3 separate regions of the Mus musculus genome follow, and all the other regions are linked to region 2. Evidence: chromatin contacts called from public promoter capture Hi-C data. All regions are on one chromosome and are shown on one strand. The core of a region is the stretch at or near the end of the contact, and the rest is flanking DNA. Distances in the headings are between cores, read along the strand shown. Region 1 holds the start of Rnpep (arginyl aminopeptidase (aminopeptidase B)). Region 2 holds the start of Snrpe (small nuclear ribonucleoprotein E). Region 3 holds the start of Ppp1r12b (protein phosphatase 1, regulatory subunit 12B).

Region 1 (3,138 bases), core at 209-2,708, 1.7 Mb before region 2:
CAGTCAGTGCTCTTAACCACTGAGCCACCTCTCCAGCCCATAGTCCCTATTTCTATAACCTCGAGAACCTTGTCACATTCTGAGCTACCTAAATTGTATGACCTTCTTTCTTCTTTAAGACTGAAAAGTGCCGGGTGTGGTGGCATACACCTTTAATCCTAGCACTCGGGAGGCAGAGGCAGGCAAATTTCTGAGTTCCAGGCCAGCCTGGTCTACAAAGTGAGTTCCAGGACAGCCAGGGCTATACAGAGAAACCCTGTCTCCACAAACCAAAAAAAAAAAAAAAAAAAAAAAAAAAAAGACTGAAAAGTTTCAATCCCTAGGAAATGGCTACACTTAATCTCTTCATTTGTTGCCTCTGCAAGGCACTGTCACAGAAGAGAAACAAAATGTAGCGCTGTGTCCAGCTCAAACTGAGCCACACAAGGAAAATACAAAGAACATGCAATGGGCGACTAAGCATTTCCATGCGTGCAGGGATGAGGGTGTAGCTCAAAGGCAGAGTGCTTGTTTAGGGTACTTAAGGCCCTACATTTGATCTCCAGCATTGATAAACAAATATTATCTAGGAAGGGTGTAATCCCATAACTCCTCAAGCTGATGTAGGATGGCTATTTTGAGACTACCTTGGGCTACATAGTAACACAATAATTTTTTTTAAAGTTGCATGATTTCAATAGCTAGGGAGTTTAACTAGTCTTAATGAACTCATTTAAAAATCTAACTTGAGGGTAGAGAGATGGCCCAGCGGTTGAGAGTCCTTGGCTGCTCTTGTAGAGGACCTGGTTTGGTTCCCAGCATCCAATGACAACTTACAAGGTCTGTAACTCCAGTTCCAGGGGGTCCGACTCTATCTGCAGGCACTAGGCATACGTGCGGGCAGAACACCCATCCATATTTTTTCAAAAGAAAAAATTAAAAATAGAAACAACTAAATTTAAGTTGAGTGGGAACATATAGATATATAACAACCACAAAACGTCTCTGGTCCTGACACAAAAGCGTTAAAGATCTGTGTGCCTGGGGTTGCGGGGGTTTGTGTGTGTGTGTGTGTGTGTGTGTGTGTGTGTGTGTGTGTGTGGCTATTTACTAAGCACGCTAGACATCTTCCTTGACGGAAGAACAGCATTACAACTCCTGTTTTACAATTCATTCAAGATGTCACACATGTCCTAATGACTGGCCTAGTGGAGAGAGTGAGTGAAATTTCAAACCCAGAGCCTTTCAATCCAGGTTCTGGTCCCCTGCATCTTGCAGACTGCTTAGAAGATGGGGAATCCTCAAGGGTGACCTGGAACTAGGGTGACCCACCACACCACCTACTTCGGTCTCAGGGTAGCACAGGAACCTGTGTGAAGCAGGAAGAGGGGTTGTGTGCCACAAGGGAGGGGACAGCCCCAGGGGGTTAGGGGCTGTGGCCGCCCGAATTCCTCGGAGGGCGGGGCGCATGGTGGCGCGTCGCCTCGAGGCGGAGCCTGCCAAGACCCGAGGAGCGACCGACCTTCCTGGCGGGTGAGCAACCGCTCAGGAGCCATGGAGAGCGGCGGACCAGGCAACTACAGCGCGGCCGCCCGGCGGCCACTGCACTCGGCCCAAGCCGTGGACGTGGCCTCGGCCTCCAGCTTCCGCGCCTTCGAGATCCTGCACCTGCACCTGGACCTGCGGGCCGAGTTCGGGCCTCCGGGCCCGGGTCCGGGAAGCCGCGGATTGAGCGGCACGGCGACGCTGGAGCTGCGTTGTTTGCTTCCCGAGGGCGCCTCGGAGCTGCGGCTCGACTCGCACAGCTGCTTGGAGGTGACGGCGGCGACGCTGCGACGGGGACAGCCGGGAGACCAGCAGGCGCCGGCAGAGCCCGTGCCTTTCCACACACAGCCCTTCTCGCACTATGGCCAGGCCCTGTGCGTGGCCTTCCGGCAGCCCTGCGGTGCCGCCGATCGCTTCGAGCTGGAGCTCACCTACCGCGTCGGGGAGGGACCCGGGGTGAGTGCGCGCGGGGCGCCCGGGCCACCGGCCTCTCTCAGCCCCCTTGGCCAGCCTGCTGCTCCTAAGCAGCCCAGAGATGGAGAGCAGGAAATCTGGCTCTGCTTCCGCAGCTTCCGCGGGAGATCCCCGTGCCCCTACTCTCTTCCCCAGAAGCCGGCTTTGGATTCCTGCCCCGTGCTCCCCATTCCTGGGCTCGAACCTCTCCAGCCGGTGCTTTGTTCCTCCTACCCGTCCTTCCTTCCTGCCTTCCTGGTCTCTGTCGGGATTATTTGCCTTAGATTGCCCTGCCTCACCTCTGACACACACGTGCTGGACCGACTTGTCCGCTAGCCTCTGTCTTTTCAGGATGAGAAACTTGCTTCGCAAACTTTGCTTTTTGTTTTGTTTTATAATTCTCCTTGCTGGAGCCTGGACAGTGTTGGTTAATTAGCTGGATGCTGACAGGGTCCTTTCATGTGCTAGCAAGCCCTTTTGGTTGCACAGGTTAAAACAGCCCGAGAAGCATTTTTACTTCCTCCTTTGAAATCCTGCTATTGACTTAAAAGAATCCGAGCAAAAATGGGAATGTGTAATTAGAGTACTCTAGACTTTATAATAATTCAGCCTTCTCAATAACGGTTGGCTCTTAAGTCTTAAGGTTTTCAGAGTTGGATGAATATTGGAAGTTTAGGTAACTATTCATAGCGGACATTTGTAAGAGTGACAGCCTTAGGCTGGGTTACAAGGTTCACCAAAGCTGTTGGCAGACTATTGGAGCTTGCTTATCCAGCTAACAGTTCCCCTTTACTGACCCAAAGAGCACTTGACTTCCTCCTTTGATTGGAGGAATAAGCGAGCCTTGCGATAGAACTTGTTGGGAAACTGAAAGCACCATGGTTTAACCTAGCACCAAAAGCAAAGCCAAGTTCCCGTCGGTGCCTGGGCGGAAGCTGGACATTGGGAAATATCTTTGGTTCCTCTGCTATATTTTGAGTCCTAATTTTCAGTGGGAGCTAGAAATTAAACAGGATTGGAAAATTAAACCCTCCCTAAATTTGCATACTCTAAAGTTGTCAAAGTTAACAACAGAATCTATTTTGAGTTTGTAATCCTCCTGCCTCAGCTTCCTGGGTGCTGGGACTCCTGGCAGTGTGCCATCATGCCTGGCCCGTATCA
Region 2 (3,102 bases), core at 394-2,893:
GCTCGTGTTATTCTCATCTGAAGAAGACCTTAGGTAAGCAAATTTAGATTCTGTTATTTGACCTAAGTGGTATCTCCTAAAGTGCCAGCCAGTCCCCTTAGATGCCATCCAAAATCCTTTCAAGGCTCAGCTTCCTTGTTAGAAAGAGAATATTTAAATAAATGTTAAATATTAAATATTTTAAAATATTAGATAGACTTTGAACCAGGCCACAAGCCCTGTCCTAACAGAAAACTGAGTAGGCTTGCCTACTACTAACATAGGCATGGTTACTAACTAACATAGGCATGGTTACTAACTAACATAGGCATGGTTAATCAGGTTAATCAGTCCCTTTTCTTGCTACTTGTGTTGTGGGGTGGGGGACGAGGCTTTAACACACACACACACACACACACACACACACACACACACACACACATCCAGATAGCTCCTGACTTACAATTCTTCATCCTAAAGATGGTGTGAAAGCAATATGAATTCTGTAAAAAAAAAAAAATCAGACTTTGCATTTTAAATTTTGATCATTTCCCTGGTAAGCAGCTCTAGGTACTTTCTGGTGAGGTGGGGGGCAGCTGCAGCTTCAAGAAAGGCTGCTATGTTGTGTTGCTAAGCGATGGCATTGAGTAGACTAGGCATATACATTTTCAACAATTTTCTGTGTGCATGTGGAGGCCAAAGGATGTCATCAAGTGTCCTTCTGAGTCACTCTTCACCCTACCTTCTGAGACAGGGTCTCTCATTGAACCTAGGACTTGGCGATTAAGTTAGACTAGTTGGCCATCCAGCCCAGGCACCCTCCTTCCTGTCTCTGGAATTACAGGCATGTAATTTTGTGTAGGTGCTGGTTGACAGACCTCATGTCCCACCTACCGAATCATCTCCCCTGGGCCCAAGGTATCTGCATTAAATGCATTTTTTTTTAACTTACATTTCTAACTTACCTTAAGTTTATCAGGTTGTATACCATGTAGGTTGTTTTGTTTTGAAACAAGGCCTCATGTAGCTTAGATCTGGAACGTACTACTTAGCTTAAGGTCATACTCACCTTGCGCCTTCCACAAGCTGAGATTACAGATGTGTTCTAGGAGCACCTGTGCACTACTACCTCCCTGAATCTTCACCTCCTGTCCCCTTGCGGGACGGAGATGCTGAGGCCTAATGACTTAATTATCACCGGTCACACAACTGAGAGAGATCTGAGTCCAACAAGCCGATTTCAATACCTCCAAGCTAGTTAGATTGCCATCTTCAGTTGCCACTGCAACAGTTAACTCTGCATAAAGGTGATGAGGGTTGAATCTGTTATTGAACAAGCCACAACTCCACCACTGCTTCGGGCATGACCATCTAGACTAGCTCTGGGGCCCAAAACAAATAAGGGGAGTCTGCAGATGGTTCTGGACAAGATGCCGCCTCTAAATTCCAGAGCAGCTCTCAGAAGAGCACCTAGGCAGAGGCAAGCCTCTCAGCCTACCTCCAGGTGGCGCTGTAGGACCGACCTCGACTTCAAAGAGCGGTTGAGTCGGAAGGCCGCCGGCGGAGTCTATCAGCATAGAGAAAAAGCGGCTCCTGGCCTAGAGAGGCGTTCCCCAGGACCGGCCCGCGTCGCCGACGACCACTGCACTTCCGTTTCCGGGTCTTGCTTCCGGAAGTCGCTTTCCGAGGCGGCCTTCCTACTCGTGTGGTCTTTGTGACTTCCACCATGGCGTACCGCGGCCAGGGCCAAAAGGTGCAGAAGGTGATGGTGCAGCCCATCGTATCCTACGCTGCGTGAACTCGGGGCTTTGGGGGCCGTAGGCGCCGTGAGCGTGGGCGGGGAGCCGGGCAGCCCGCTGCGGGCCGCTTCCCGTGAGGCCCTGGGGCGAACGGGGAGGCAGGAAAGCGCGCGGAGTTGAAGGGCGGCGGGAGGCGGGAGGCGGAAGGCGGGCTCCGGGTGGACCCGGCCAGGCTGGCGATCCGCGATGAAAGCGGGGGATACCGAGGAGGAGAGGAGGATGTGGGCCATCGGGAAGGTTGGAGAAACGAGGGCGGTGGGGAGGGAGCGCATGCTCCCGGCGGTCGTTTGTGCTTGCGGATGTAGCCCGGCCGGACCTTGGGGCGCTGGAGAGTCCGGCGCGGTTGGGAGCGGAGGCTCCGCTGTTTGTGTAGTTCTTTTCCTTGATCGCCGTGCTGCAGAACCTTATCTTCAGATACTTGCAAAATGTACGTAAGTTGTTTCCTTACTGTTACTGAAATGAAAGTTGGGCCTGTTTGACTCTTTGTAACAAATTCTCTGTTTCTAGTGCTTAGACTAAAAAATTGGGGGGGGGGGAGAACCAGAGTTGAGGATAAGGTCACAGGGAAAGCGCTAATTATTAATATGTCCGTGCTGACTTAAGGATGCACACAGTTACCATTATTCTGTAAGAACAATGTAATTATATTTACTATTAAAATTACTCTGTAAGAACGATTTGTCATCGGATTTAGCAGTGACAGTTGCATAGTGCTTTTTCCATAGTTGGACTTAGAATGGAGAAAAGACACCAAAGCGGGGTTTGGGGGAGTGGGGGCGTTATATACAGAGAAGCGAGTGGCAAATGCTCTTCTTTGAGGAGATTTTAGCGATGTTTATTTTAGAGTGTTACAACACAGATGAAAAATCGTTTTAAGCCATTGTAATTTTTAATCGCCAGATTCGCTTTGTACTATCCTGTGAACAGTTCTAACTGTAAGTGTATTCATGCCAGAAGCAAAAATAAATTTTCAGAGTAGGAAAATTAGTTTGGACAGGCCTGCCCGAGCACTTATTAAATGTTTCTCAGCAGGTTAACCAGTGTTGCTAGCTCTTAGATGAAGACTAACTAGTTCTAGTTTTTGGCTTATATTTATTGGAATTTTTAAGATAAGTCGTTTATTGTGGAAACAAAGTAATGGAGTGGGATTTGTTTACATTTCTAAAGTCATTATTTTTATTTCAGAGATCTCGAATTCAGGTGTGGCTGTATGAACAAGTGAATATGCGGATAGAAGGTTGTATTATTGTGAGTACCCAGGCTATTTTTCCTCAAGTTGTTATTAAAAAAGACATCTCAGAAGATGGCCAGTAAGAACAATATA
Region 3 (3,037 bases), core at 139-2,638, 1.3 Mb before region 2:
CAGAAGAGGGCATCAGATCTCATTACAGATGGTTGTGAGCTATCTGGTTCAAAGTCATCCTTTGCTGCATAGGCAGTTCCTGGCTGGCCTGGATGACGTGACACTTAGTCTCAATAAAACAAAAGCTTTTTAACAAGTAATGAGATTTTCTTGGTAATTTGTCGACATGTCAACCCATGTAGTTGCTGGGATTTGAAATCAGGACCTTCAGAGGAGCAGTCATTGCTCTTAACTGCTGAGCCATCTTGCCAGCCTGGTCTCAGACTCTTGATCCTCCAAGATAACAGGTGCGTGTCACCATGCCTGGTTCCTACGTTATCTTGGTATCAATATCTCTCTTATCAATTTGGCAGAGTTCTATTTGAGAACTTGGGTAATTTTAATTATTAATAAGAAGAGGTTCCATGTTGACAAATTACCAAGAAAATCTCATTACTTGTTAAAGAGCTTTTGTTTTATTGAGACTAAGTGTCACGTCGTCCAGGCCACCGGGAACTGCCTATGCAGCAAAGGATGACGTTGAATGTCTTGCCTTTTGTGGTTTGTTTTTCACAGGGGAATAGATTTGACAGGTTTCACTCTGTAGCCCAGGCTAACCTTGAACTCACAGTGTAGTCCAGGTTGCTCTAAAACTCCTGGCAACCTGGGTGCAGGGGTTACAGGTGTGAGTTGCCTGGCATTACTTATTTCTTCAACATTTGATTCCTAGTTTATTCCAATAGAAAATGAGCAACGGGCAAGTGTTCATTTGTTAGGAAATAATAAAAGTTCTTTTTTCTGATGACCTAATCGTGTTCACATTTTGTGTGTGTGTGTGTGTGAAATTTGTGAAATGAAAAATTTCAACAGTCAGGAATCTTTTTGGACCTGGAGTGAATGTCATATTGAAAATAATTTATGTAAAACTATAATACTGTATGTGTATGCATACTTTTCTCCATGCACGTTCATAACTAATACATGTTAATAAAACTAGATGTAAAAAAAAACAGGACATGAAATATCATCCTTCTGTTACTTCATGTTTAGTCTTCTTTTCTAGAAAATAAGGGTAATTACTGCTGCTTTTTCCACTCTTGAAGTGTTAAGTGACTATTAGGGAGGGAGTTCAGCTTAGTGATCGCAGCAATAAAAAAAACTACGATTCCCAAAATGCTTAGAGAAAGAGGATGCCACCGGTCTGGGAGACAGTTGCAGCTTCTTCCAGGCATAGGTGCTAGATTCCCCCTCGGAGGAGGGTGCAGCTTGTCCTTGACTGGTTTGTAATGCATCCAGGGATGTGTAGTTCCCGTAGGGCTCCAGTGCGCCCTCAGGGCAGGTCTCCTACTACAAGTCCCGTACTGACGCGGGGTTGGGCAGCGCGTGCGTGCTGAAGCTAAGGGAGCATGTGGGCGGTGCTACTAGCGGGAGGAGTAAAGATGGCGGCGCGGGGGCCTCCGCCTTCATTCCCTGGCTGAAGCCCTCCGAGGGAGGCGGCAGTGGCCACACAGGGCTACCAACAGTCTTGTGGTGGTACTTTTGGCAGCAGCTGCGGAAGCTCGAGCAATGGCGGAGCTGGAGCACCTGGGAGGGAAGCGAGCAGAGTCGGCGCGAGCGCGGCGGGCTGAGCAGCTGCGGCGCTGGCGAGGCTCGCTGACAGAGCAGGAGCCCGCGGAGCGACAGGGCGCGGGGCGCCAGCTGCAGACCAGACGCGGGAGCCCCAGGGTCCGCTTCGAAGACGGTGCGGTCTTTCTAGCTGCCTGCTCCAGCGGGGACACGGACGAGGTGAAAAAGCTTCTGGCAAGAGGTGCGGACATCAACACGGTCAACGTGGACGGCTTGACAGCCCTGCACCAGGTAGGACTTCTCTTTCTGTTGTGTGGGGTCTTTGACCTGCAAGCTTGTGACCCCGGTGAGTTGCCTCACCAAGAGTATATATAGTGTCACCGCAAAGCCCTCTTGCAAAGACCATGCCACTTCAGTCAACTCACATTCTTGGCCACCCTCTTCCACTCATAACCAGGGTGTGGGTCTTTACTTGAAGGACTGGTGTCACCCGGGTGACTGGTCAGTGTTTGTATTTCCCTCCACCTACTTGGGTTGTCATGGTGACTGATGATTTGGTCCTTGGTGTTATCTTTATAGATTAGTCATCTTTACTTCTCTCCTGTGCCTGTACCTCATGCCACTCACACTGTCATTAGCCTGCTCCCCTTTCAGAAAATTCAACTTTCTATTTGCGTGGCCTAGTTATTAAAATGTCTTAGGGTCAATTAAAGGGAAACCCCACTAGTGGATGGAGACAGGCAGCTTTTTTGAAACGCCACTTGTTTTGCTGATGTGTGATTTGTGTCTTCTCCAGGCCACCCTTAGAACACCCTTGACCTCATTGTTATGGGTGTCTCATTTTCTCTACAGCAGCACTACTTCAGTCAGGGACAGAATTATTTCTGTCTAGGACTTATGGAGTAGGCTTTCAACTTTATTTCTGAATCTGTCTGTAGAAATGGTAACCTTCGAAAAAAGAAATGACTATATATACGAGTTACAGGTAATCTGAGAGTTCTTGTGCTTAATAATAACGCCTTGATTTCTCTCACTTATGCAACAATATTCTCTGTATACTGACTGTCATAACTCCACCCTCTCTCCCCATTTGAACTTCGCCAGTTATTTTGGTGAGCTGAGACCTGGGCACCCACTCTTTTCTCTTCTCGTCTCTTCTCTTTCTTTCCTTCTCTCTTTTCTTTCTCTCTTTTCTTTCTTTCTTTTTTCCTTCCTTTTTCCTCTTCCTCTTCCTTCACCTCTCTTTTATTTTTATTTTATTTTATTTTATTTTATTTTTAAAAAACAACCACACAGATGCTCATGTAGTTCAGGTTGACTTAGAACTCTCCATGTAGCTGATCCATCTGCCTCTATGTCCCCAGTGCTGGGACTGCAAAGTCTGGGCAGTGCTGAGGATCAAGCCAGGCAAGAACTCTACCGACAGAGCTACATCCACAGCTCACAGCTCTCTTTCTTAGTTTTCCTTTGCTGTATGTGCAACCTGAATGAG

The links. Promoter capture Hi-C pulls out the DNA fragments that hold promoters and counts their contacts. Capture Hi-C pulls out chosen DNA fragments and counts their contacts.
Region 1: a promoter capture Hi-C map of liver shows a contact between it and region 2, with 2.4 times the contacts expected there. The contact joins the promoter of Rnpep here to the promoter of Snrpe in region 2. A contact is called at or near these places in 2 of 9 other capture datasets (adipose tissue and liver).
Region 3: a promoter capture Hi-C map of liver shows a contact between it and region 2, with 4 times the contacts expected there. The contact joins the promoter of Ppp1r12b here to the promoter of Snrpe in region 2. A contact is called at or near these places in 2 of 39 promoter capture datasets (erythroid cells and liver).

What each region holds. Positions count from the first base shown.
Region 1 is chr1:135,282,404-135,285,541 of GRCm38.p6, reverse strand. Rnpep (arginyl aminopeptidase (aminopeptidase B)) reads left to right here and starts at 1,458. Exons shown (of 11, transcript NM_145417.3): 1 at 1,458-1,980. The coding sequence starts at 1,534.
Region 2 is chr1:133,608,821-133,611,922 of GRCm38.p6, reverse strand. Snrpe (small nuclear ribonucleoprotein E) reads left to right here and starts at 1,643. Exons shown (of 5, transcript NM_009227.3): 1 at 1,643-1,759; 2 at 2,179-2,205; 3 at 2,964-3,026. The coding sequence starts at 1,706.
Region 3 is chr1:134,954,291-134,957,327 of GRCm38.p6, reverse strand. It overlaps Ppp1r12b (protein phosphatase 1, regulatory subunit 12B), which reads left to right and starts at 1,388. Exons shown (of 24, transcript NM_001368827.1): 1 at 1,388-1,836. The coding sequence starts at 1,546.